Regions from separate parts of the Capsicum annuum genome. Here region 2 is linked to region 1. Evidence: chromatin contacts called from public Hi-C data. All regions are on one chromosome and are shown on one strand. Each heading gives the region's core, a stretch centred on a gene start, on an enhancer-like site or on the middle of the called end of the contact. The rest is flanking DNA. Distances are from core to core; before and after follow the strand shown.

Evidence for each region. Hi-C and Micro-C count contacts between places; a contact is called where the count stands out from the background.
Region 2: a Hi-C map of placenta shows a contact between it and region 1, with 2.7 times the contacts expected there. The contact joins the enhancer-like site here to the promoter of LOC107870967 in region 1. A contact is called at or near these places in 3 of 5 Hi-C or Micro-C datasets (bud, leaf and placenta).

What each region holds. Positions count from the first base shown.
Region 1 is chr1:19,691,141-19,697,073 of UCD10Xv1.1, reverse strand. It overlaps LOC107870967 (lysine-specific demethylase JMJ706), which reads left to right and starts at 3,472. Exons shown (of 11, transcript XM_016717697.2): 1 at 3,472-3,976; 2 at 5,417-5,795. The coding sequence starts at 3,974.
Region 2 is chr1:19,782,638-19,788,570 of UCD10Xv1.1, reverse strand. No RefSeq gene overlaps it. Among protein-coding and RNA genes, the nearest start is that of LOC107870942, 4.4 kb to the left of the region's middle. Within about 2 kb of position 2,875, at least 1 of the 5 cell types and tissues checked has an H3K27ac peak or open chromatin away from gene starts, as enhancers often do.

The DNA of each region.
Region 1 (5,933 bases), core at 2,223-4,722:
CACTTTCTCCTTCAAACCCTTCGTTTTCGCTGGCTGCGTCTCTCTCTATGTGTGTGTGAATTTTAATCATTACTTCCTTCCAAACTCCGCGTTACCAATAACATAAAAGAAGATTCCTCTATACCTATCTACTAAGGCTCGTTTAATTGAAAAAAAATTATCTATATTTTATTCTGAAGTTATTATATTTTATATTTGAAATTAAAAGATTTCTAAATACCTTTTTTGATTATTTTTATTTATTCAATATATAAATTATAAATTACAACTTTAATAGAGTTGATATAATAAATTCATCTTTTGATTACTTTTAATATTTTTTATAAAAAAACATGTTAAATCAAATATAAATAAATAAAGGTGAACAAAAGAGTATCTGGCAATATAACACACAATCCTCAAACCCCCACCCTCTACAATTTTATATATCTCATAGTTTGAGGCAAACTAACAAATTCAATAACTTTTAAAATGTTAATAATTAAAACGAAATACGAGTTCAAATGGAGGATCAAATCTTGTCCAAAGGTATCAATGACATTCTTTTTCTTGAAAAATTATAATTCTCCATATGTAAGATTTTTATAAAATATTTATTATATAAATCTCACATTGTATGAATCTGATGACAAATTCAAAAATCGATAAATTTTAAATATTTCTTTCGTTCATTTTTACTGTTTCTGTATGACTAGGTACACTTCCTACCCAAAAAATAAAAAAATAATTTTGATATATAATTCTTATAGTTGTAAGTCATTTAAATATGGATAGATGTATTGTAGTATTTAAATAACAAGATTAAAATAAGTATAAAATAATAAATTATTTCTTTATTTTTTAACTAAACAAGTAAAGTTATATGATTATTTTAAAATTTAAATATATTTGATGGTGCGTAGTTTCATCTCTTGTTATGACATTTCTATAATTGTAAATTTTTTAAATATATTAGTTTTCAAATTATTGGAATATTTATATAATCATAAAAATTTATTATTAGTAACAGAATGAGAAAGTAACTCCCGTCTCCCGTGATGGAGCTGATCACAAGGGAACGTGATCTCTGTATTGTTTGTAACAGCCAGCTATTTCCGTTCTGGCATTTTCTTTCTTCTTTCATTAAAAAAAAAAAAAGGCAAAGCACACAGTTTTAATTACACGTCAGCACTGTGCCACGTGTTATTACCCTCTTCTGATTGGTCCACGTGTCACATGAACTACACCATGTTTTCGCTCTTCAATATACCTATATGGTCACGTCAAACAGCTCCAACGGCCTTTTTTCTGAATATTTTACGTAAATGACTTATTTACCCCTAACCCAACGCTTTAAAAGGAGGATTGGATAGGGAGAGAGACTTGGCGGAGATTTTCTATTTTAAAAAAAATACACTAGTGATAAACAACAACTTATTTATAAAATTTGGTCAAATAATTTTTCTTAATACGTTTTTTTTTGGTATTTGATAAAATAAAAAATATTTTAAAAATAAAACCTGATATAAAAAATAAAAAGTGAAAAGCTGAATATCTGTCGCTTTTTATTTTTTTGATTAAATTTTTTTTAAGTTTAATCAAGACATTTATTTTTTATCGCTTATATTTTCTTTCAATTTCAAAAATACCCGAATTTCTAGTCCTTAAATATATTATTTTTCTTTTTTTTCCTCAACCGATTCTCTCCATCTCTTTCCTCTAGTTTCCTCTTCGGCTTTCTCTTTTGTTTTTGAATAATTTGGATTAAAAATTATATATAATTTAATTTATATATAATATTAATAATTTTTAAGAATATTTAAGTCATTTTGACAACGAAAAAGTGCTTAACAACACTTGATTATCAAATACATCAATAATTTTTTTCTCAATTTCAGCATCTCTTTCCAAATACTTATCTGTTAATTTATAAATACTTATTTTCAGCTTTTAAGAGCATAAGTTAAAAAATTATTTTTTGGTCCTATCCAAACGGGTCTTAATATATTTTCACACTATTTGTGAAAAGTTGAAATTATTTTTATGTATGTATAAATAGTAAACATTGAACTCTTCGCAGTTGGAGACCTAGATGTTAATATTTGATGTTCAGACATCTGTTAATCCTCAACTCCAATTAGATATAATTAAATAGAAAATGTATAAAAAATAATATAAAAGAAAAAAAATTTAAAATAAAAAAATAGTTAAATACTTTAATTTTCAAGCAAAACTTCAAAACTTTAAGTTTCAACATTAAATCCTTGACCTGCCACTGCTCTCGGGCTTCTTCATGATTACTTTCTCATACTTAAGACTCCTTAGTTAAAATTCTACCCGGCACTAAGGAGAGTTCTGTCTTTTACCATGGAAAATGTATTAACTAACGAAAAGTTAGGTTAAACTGCTATTAATACGTGTGAATATGTTAACTGTTATGGACATGGACCTTTGATTTCACATCTAAACGCGGAAGTATAAATCCCTGCCGTCCATACAGTAATTTAGAAGTAGTCCACGAAGTTCTTTCGGTGTACTGTAGACCACCCGATTACTTTTCTCCCTCTTCTTTGCACTTTCCAACTTTAATTTATTGTAAAAAAATATTCCACAAAATATAAATTTCTTGTTTAACTAAAATTTTACCATTCCACTTCTAACAAAACTCTACCACAAGCTTTTTGCCTCAGTAGAATTTGAATACGTATCATGCACGTAATTTAAGCATCAATTATAAAGTTTTTATTACCAGATTAAATTAAAATCATAAAATATGTTTTTGGAACATAATTTCTTAAAATGACAAAAATATGTTAGCGTGACACGAAAAATTTCATCATACAATTTATTAGTATTTCTAGAATGCAGTCTTTTCTTTTATGTAGTTGTAATGGAATCCTTTTTAGCTTTCCTATATTAAAATGTTGCATTCCAAAATAAAATTTGAAGTGTAGTTGGAGTTGAGAGAAATAAAAATCTAAGTAAATCAATTAAACATCATCTAATCTAAGTAAATCAATTCAATATCATCCTACCTACTTTGGAAAAATTGTGAAACAATAGTACTTCCTTACCTTGCAATTTTTACATCTTCTCTTTATAGTCCTAAAAAAAAAAAGCTTTCCTTTGTTGAAAAATCTTCGGTTATAACTTTTTACCTGATATATTTAAATCTTTTTATATATGTCATGTTTGTCACTACAACAATCTAAAAGTATTTATTTCGTAAGTTTTTAAAGCTTATTATATAAAATTAAATTATTAAAATCAGACAAATAATTCGAAACGAAAGTGTAAATTAGACTAGGGGTATAATTGGAAAAGCACGTGTCTGTAACTGTGCAAAAAACGGGGCGTTTGAAGGACGGCTGGCGTTTGGTTGAACGAACCTAACAACCACCACTTTCCTTCACACTTCTTTGCTTTTACCCGTAAACTACTTATTACAATAATTATTATAATTATAATAATAGTAATTATTATTATTAGTTCTAAAGAAAAAACAGATGTATTTCCAGCTATTGCCCTATATATAAAACTATAAATTATCCTCTCTTTTCTCTTTTTCCGTTTTTGTAAAAGCCATTACTTCTGGATTTCCATTTACTGTTCCCCTTTCCTTCTCTCTCTCCTCTTTTCTCTCTCTCTACTCGACGGAAAATCTCTTCATCTCGCCGGCAAACCACTTTTCCGTTCACCGGTGAATAACAAACTTGGCGGATAATTCAACCGCACTCGCTCTTCGGATGGCGTTTTCGAGTAACTGAGTTAACTCGGTTGGTGTAATCGCTCTGATCTCCGAGTTTGTCTCGTTTTGTGCAGTGTTAAGGGAATGTGGCGAGTCTAAGGCTGTTTTTCTGTCTTATTTCGCCCTAGATCCTGATCTAGGGCTTAACTGACGGTCATATTGTTGTTTTTGGCTATTGTTTTGGTTATATTTTTTCTCCAAAAGTAAATAAAGACGAAGAACTGTAAGGAAAAGCTTCGTAATGAGATGGTATGTTATTAGTCGGATGTGTTTTTGTATTTTTTTTGTAACATTTATGAGTTCTGAATGTATTTTTTTTGTACCTTGCGTGGAAGTTTGGATCTCAAGTATTCTTAAGATTTCAGTGAAAATTGAAGGATTTTGAAGGATGTTTCGTTTTTAATTTGCATTATTTGTAATTTCACATATTGAAATGAGTACTTGTTCATATTATTTATTTAGAGAAAATTGAATAAATGTTTACTATTTTTAAATTAGACTTTTGAGTGTTCACCAAATTTCTTCCTATTTCTGTTGAAAAATCTTCTAAAATTCTGTTTTGCATTGCAGAGATTTTATTTCTGTTTGCTTCAGATCTTATTACTTACATTTATGAGCCGTTTATAGAGATATCTGTTTATGGATTAGCCTAATTTCAAGAATAATAACTGTCTGGTTTTGGTAGTTTATGCTTCTTTATACTTTTCTCCCTCGTTTATTACTGTTGCAGATTTTTTTTTGACGAAATATAGTTGAACCTATGATTTTGGTCCGAAATTTGAATTCTTTCCAGATGTCAAAATTTTGAGATAAATTAAATTTGTCAACTATCTTCTTAATATAGTTTTACTTTTATCTGTGTTTACACCTGTTTTTTTCTTTGTTTTGGGGAATTGGTAGTGTTCACACTTGTAATCTCTTTTTCATAATTTGTACGGATAATTTTGTATGAGTCAACTTTTTGATGTCTGTTTGGGTTAATAATTAGTGCTCTGACGTTTTTATATACTTGTGTATTTCTTTTGTATCTGTGTGTAATCGCTCTCTGTTGGTTAATGTAATTGCAAGCTTTGGAAGGCCCGGGGAGCCCCATGACTTCTTCATTTCCGTTATTTCTTTTCTATACTGCTTTGGACTGTTTTTTCATTGAGCTGAGGGTCTATAGGAAATGACCTCTCTACCGAGGTAGGTCTTAAGACCCTTTCAGACCCCACTTTGTGGGATTACACCGGAAATGTTGTTGTAGCAGGCCATGGAATGGCTAGTTACATCTCATTATGGAAATGACTGAGGAAAATCCACCTGGTTGAGGCCCGAGGGCTTGTGGGTGCTGGTTTCTCTGAATAAACATGTCTTGGGGTTAATAATAATTGAATTACCATATATTGTTGTTATGGTCGTATTCTTTTGTTGTTGTATCGTGGGTTTGTCTTTGTCTTAAAACATTTATTACTTTACTAGTCAAGATTAAAGCTTCGAATGATTGGCTGTCTGTTCTGATTTCTAGATAAAAGCTTCTGTTTGGTTTGGCCCTGATATAGGACTTTTTTTCTTACAGCTGATTATAACTTTTATTCCACAATGGAGCTGTGTGATAATGTTTTTGCTTGTCTGCAGCTATGGTTTAGTGTTTGTGATACGGTTTGGTTTGCATTTTCTACCTTATTGAGCTTAGTTTCATTATGGCAGGTGGAAGGGAGAGTTTGCATGTCGAGAGAGGCTAAATTGGAATTTTTGAAGCGAAAGAGGCTTCAACGAATGAAGACAGAATCTTTGAATGATCCCGCTTGTGTCAGCAATATGCTGAATAGAAGTGGAGGAGATGCCCTAAGATCTCCTGCTTCATGTGGTGTGAGAATCCAGGTCAATACTGATTCATATCCAGGATCTGGGGCTTCTTTTACTGGAAAAGATGTTTTCTCGAAGCACAAGGTAGCAAAGTTTGACTCCTCCAATCTGGACTGGATTGATAAAATTCCAGAATGTCCAGTTTACTATCCAAATAAAGAGGAGTTTGAGGATCCTCTTGTTTATCTCCAGAAGTTAGCTCCTGAAGCTTCTAAATATGGTTAGACTCCAGCTATTCTTGCAATTTACTGACCGTAAATTATATATGCGACTTTTATGGCTTGTGTTGTTTGTTTCCTACAGGCGAGTTATGGTGCTTCCTGTGTCTTAATTGTGACTGATAAGAGCTGTTACTTTA
Region 2 (5,933 bases), core at 1,626-4,125, 92 kb before region 1:
TTACAATATACATATCCATAACTAGTCAAAGACCACAGATTCTACCAAGTTCACACTTGTCCCAACACATGGACTAGACAGAAAAATATATATTTATTTTTTAAAAAAGCGATTTGAAAAGCAAGCATCAAAGTTTTAAGTCTCACTTACCTCAAACTCACAATCCAAGCATCCCTTTCAACATATATCAAAACTAAGCTCCCACAGACCCAAATCACCTCAAACTACACCAAAACGAGTTTAAAATAATGAAAACCCTTTACGTGGATGTGATTAATTTTATTACTTTTTCTTTAAAAACAAATAATATAGTAGAAGAACAATTAGAGATATAAGCTTATCACAACAGTGTTCTACCATGGCAATTGAAAAATAGCTTATTCCACCGGACAAATTTTAGTGTAAAAAAAACTGTTTAGTATGAAATATGCAAAAGAATAGTAGGTTTCTTCCACCAACTTCCACCAATCCTTAAGTAATTTAGGGAAACATCCACTGCCTCCATGAAAAGGAAAAAGAAACATTACTCCACTCATAACTTCAGGATCGCATCATCATAATAACATTCAACAGCTAATTCATAATTTTCATTCTCAACCTACACTACTGCCAGTATCACCGAATATATGTGCAACTCTATGTCAAAGAACTACAAATAAAATCCGTACCTTATTGCTTTACGAGGATTTCTGCTAACGCTGCTTAGATACTCGCTGTTGTTTTCTTTCTTTCTCTTTTTTTTTCTATGCAGCTTGGAGCTCCCTTTGGAATAATGGGATAAAAAAAATAGCCCTAGTATTCTATTTGTAGTGTTTTTAACTTGAAAACGAAGAAGAAAAAAGGTCAGGCTTTTAGCTTGCTCTCTTTGATTTCCTTTATTACTACTAATAATTGGTTAAAACTATCAATTAACCCTTCATTAAAAAATAATAAGTTGGGCTATTACATAAAGTTGTTGTCATATGATCAGGAAGTCACGAGTTCAAGCATTGAAAATAGGCTATGACAGAAACAAAATGTAAGACTGCGTACAATAGATCCTATGATCGGGTTCTTTCCTAGACCCTGCGCATAGCGAAAACCTTAATGCAATAGGCTTCTCTTTTTTTTTTTTTCTAAAAATGATATTTGACGTAAAAACTTCAAATACAACTTAAGAAGTATTTCGAAATGATGAAAAGTGAAAACTAGTCTCTTAACTTCAACTTAAAATCCAAAAAATTCTTTCCAAAAGTCAAAAAACTCTTTTCAAATAGATATGATCAAATACAACTTCAACTTCAATCAAAAAAATATATATATGATTTTCACAATCAAACGCCTTCAAAATTGAGTAAACAACATAAATCCCAAATGTTTGCTAGCTAATTACCTTCTCTCCCAGATTTGTTATTTAATTTTTTTTTCTCTCTGTCGGATTATAAATGTTCATATACATTCTTCCGCGTTATTATACATTATAACCTATGTATATGAGTTTAACCGTATTAACGATTTTTAAGAAAATAAATCAATCTAATAATTGTCCAAGATTGTACCTTATTAATGAATAATTAATGAATTCCTTAATTATGTAAATTTTTTCAAAAAAATATACTCTTAAAAGGAAATTTACCACATAAATCACCTAAAAAATTTTAGAACCAAAGAAAAAAGACCCTAATGAAATAAAGAGACATAAAAAATTAAAACGAAAAAAAAGGTTCATGTAAAGAAAACATGACAATATTAATGTATAAAAACATATTCTTATACATAATATGCTTATGTATAATGTAAATATGGTGAAACATAACTGCAGTAATGTATAAGGTACACCTAGTAAACGATATACTTATATATAACATGCCTAAGTATAAGGTGAAACATAACTGTAGGAAAAATCTGGAAAAGGGATCAAACCATATAAATTGCATAACACAAATAACCCTTATACATAACTCTTACACGTATAAGATGAAAATTCTTCAAGCCATATGCGTACCATTGATAAACGTTATACATAATCTTGCATGTATATAATAGCAGAATGAGTTAACCATATACATTGCATATCAATGTATATGGAGTAGAAATTACAACAGATCTCTCAAAAAAAAATGTGGCTTTACCCTTATACATAACATAGCTATGTATAACAATGTATAAGAGTGCATAAAATTGAGAAAAAAAAATACAAATTAAAAATCAAATTACAAAATCTTTGAAAATCAAGGTCGTCCTGATTTTGAGAATTAAGCACATGCAACAAAGAAACAGTAGATTTTTTAAGAAGGTGATGAAAAAAGAATAAACAAACTGCCAAATATCTTAAAGTTGAAAAAAAAAACTCAAAAATAAATTGAAGAAAAAAATAAACAAAGCTCGGACCGGAATATGATTATAATGCTGAGATTTTTTGAGAATTACACACATGCAACAATGAAAATCATTTTTTTTTTATTTGGTAAAATTGAAAAAAATAAAAAAATAAATAAAACTCAAATGTAATTGAAGAAGATGATGAAGTTGAGCAATTTGATCAGTTAATGTTTGAATTTTGAAATCTTAAAACCGTCAAATAATGATTACTTAATTTTAGGCATATATTAAGGAGCATTAGTCGATTTAAAAAGAATGTTTTGATATGTATGACGATTTTAGAGAGAGAAAGTATAAAAGATGGGATATTTATTAGTTTGGGATACTTGTAATTAGTTTTGCTATATGGAATATTATGTAATAACTATAACTTAAATTGTATATTTATGTAATTTTCCTATCAAATTTCTCTATTTGATTTGATTCTTCAATATTTCTTGAACGGACATAAAGAGAACTTGGGCCAAAAATTTTTTTTTGGTATAGGCTTACTTTTAACTTGGGCCGTGTAGGCAAACATTCTGTCCAAGACTATTGTTTGAGAACAGCAAGTGCCAAAAAAATTGAGTGTGTTTTAGATCTCTCTTCTTAATTTGTTTTCTTTAATTAATTTCATAAGACATTTATTATCTACACTAACATAGATACCGAGTAACTCTAAATATGATAAGCCTATTTTAGAGCATGAGATGATGTTAGTACAAAAGGGAACAAAATGTAGGTTTCAAATTTATTTTGTTTCCCACCCAATATTCGATATTTATTCAAATTTACATCAGTTCCAAATTAGGGATAAATAATATATACATCAATATTTGCTTTATTTTAAATTTTCTTCACGCACTACTTATACCCATTGGATTTAGATTGGTGCATGGAAAAGTAAAAGTATTGGGATATGAATTTCTGCTTTCTACTTTTTGAGTTGATCTCTGAAAAACAGTACACTATCTTCTCCACCTGACACGTAATAAAACTAAAAAGTTTGAGCCCATTAACTCTGCTAAAAAAGTGATTGGGCTCTCTACTTTATTCACTGCATTCTGCTAGTTTGGTTAAATTATGTACTACATCTGTTTAAAATTTGTAAAACTTAAATAAATTTCAAAAATTCTATCCCTAATTATTCTTTATTCCCACTTTTTATTAAATTATAAATAATTTATCATTTTTGCAATTTTTGAAGACAAAATAAGTATCCCAATACATAATTTTGAGGTGAGATACATAATTTGTAACTTAAGAATGTAATAGTTAATTACTCCATTTTTATTCGAATACATAATTAATATCCGGATACATAATTTTGAAGTTGAAATACATGATTTGATTACTGAAATACATTTATTTTTTATACTATTTGGTCGAGTACATAATACATTAACTTGACCAAAGGGAGATACATAATTATTTATCTAAAAATTTATGGGTTTGTGAACGTATTCGGCTGCTTTTTAAAAAAATTAAAATTATGTAATTAATAAAAAAACAGTAAGTTTATGTAGTTTAGTAAAAATAAATTATGATATTATGTAATTTTTCCAGATAATTTTGTAGAACTTTTAAAAATTTATAATAATTCAAATTCATTTAACAATTCAAACTAAAGTTTTAGTAACAAAGAGAAAGCACATAGAAGGTAACAAAACTAAGCTGGTTTTACCGAACTCTTAAGATCAACTTACTGTGAAAAATGCAATTGGTGTTTGGCAAAAGCATTTGAAAAGTAATTTTGAGCAATAATTAGTATTTGTTCTAACTTCTTAAAAGTATTTTTAAATGTATTTTTTTAAAAGTATTTTTCAAATAAATTTTTTTTTTAGGAAGAAACTACTTTTTTTAGCTTCTATTATTTACTTACTATTTTCTCTAAATAATCTTGGTCAAATACCTCACTTATTAAAAATAGAGAAAAATACATATGTTAACATACTTAAGTACTTAATTACAAAAAATAGTAATATTTTTTCCTAATTACATTCTATAACGTATGTAGCATTATTTTAAGTGAGCCCTATTTTTTGCCGCCTAAATTTTTTACTGTGCTAAAATCCCCCTTTTCACTGCTCCTACTTTATCTTTCCTTAATTTGATTTTTTTTTTTTTCTATTTTTCCGCCATTAATCATCACTTTCTCCTCAATTTTATTGTCTTTTGCACGATTCTTGCACGATCTGTGATAAGGATTTGCTTCTCATATTTCAGGTAATTATTAATCACATTTTGCATGTGAGCATTTTATTTTTTTTCCTACTTTAATTCATCGAAAAATTAATGTTTAAGGGTTTTGTGTTTTAATGGATGAACACACTACAAAAACACCTACAAACAGTGGTATAAGGAATATGAAATTAGTGTCTGATGCACCATCTTTTAGTCTTGGGTTAACTCAAGAAGATTTAGTTACTGTTGTTTCAAATCCTTTATAGTTGAAGAAATCTGGAAGATCGAAAGAGATTAGGTCGAAGTTTCGCAACGACAAAGTGAAGATGACGGAAATTTAAAAAAAAGGGTTGAAGAAAACTCCTTCTCCAAATGAGCAAGAAACTAAAAAACAGCACGAGAAGAAAAGGAAATCTAAAGAAATTGAAGACGATGTTGCCAAATCTTATGATGAATCTGAAGAAGAAAGTGAGGAAGAGGTAAATTTTTTGTTTGTAAATATTTTTTTTTTGTTTGTGTTCAAGTAATTATGTATTTTCTGTTATGATGATATATAGGGATTATGTGAAAATATATTGTTGAATTAACTACTCATGAATAGTATTTGGATATATATATTTCTAGTATAGTTGATATGTATTTTTATTATATTTGATATGTATTTTTAGTACAGCTGAATAATTTTGACCTATATGTATTTTTAGTATAGTTGATATGCATTTTTGAGTATTTGTATTTTTCAGTGTTTGTTGTATTTTTGATATGGTCAAAATACATATGCATTAGTTTAACTACCATAACAGTCTATTGTCTATATGCATGTTTAGTAAATTTGATATGTATTTTTCAATGTTGGTTGCAGTTATGATTTGATCAAAATACATATGTATTTTAATCATTTGAAATATATATGCATGTTATATGTTTTTTTTGTTTGATTGAATTTTGTTTACAGATTAAGAAGTGGTAGTTTTACTTTGCATAGGTGATGCGGCACGAAATATTCCTTGTCAAAAAACTTTCAAGATTTGCACCGCACATGTGCTCGTACAATGACAATGATATTTATGAAAGAATACGCGCAATTTTAAATAAGGAACAGTTTAAAAACTTTTGCGACAATAACATTTTTGATTATTTTATGAAGAAGAAGCAGTGTGTAGTGCAAGCACAGTTGTGCAAATGCGTTATGACGCTTGAGGTGAAGGGTAGTTCTTCTTCTGGGATTCTGATCTGTGCTAATGGCACCTCACTTAGTTTTACTCCCAAGGAATTTGCTATCATAACTAGATTGAATTGTGTGTCTAATAGGTATGACTTTATTTTGTATGAGGGTGTAACAAATAGAATGATTAAAAAGTATTTCAATGGGGCAGAAATTATACAAAAAAGACAACTATTTCTAGCAT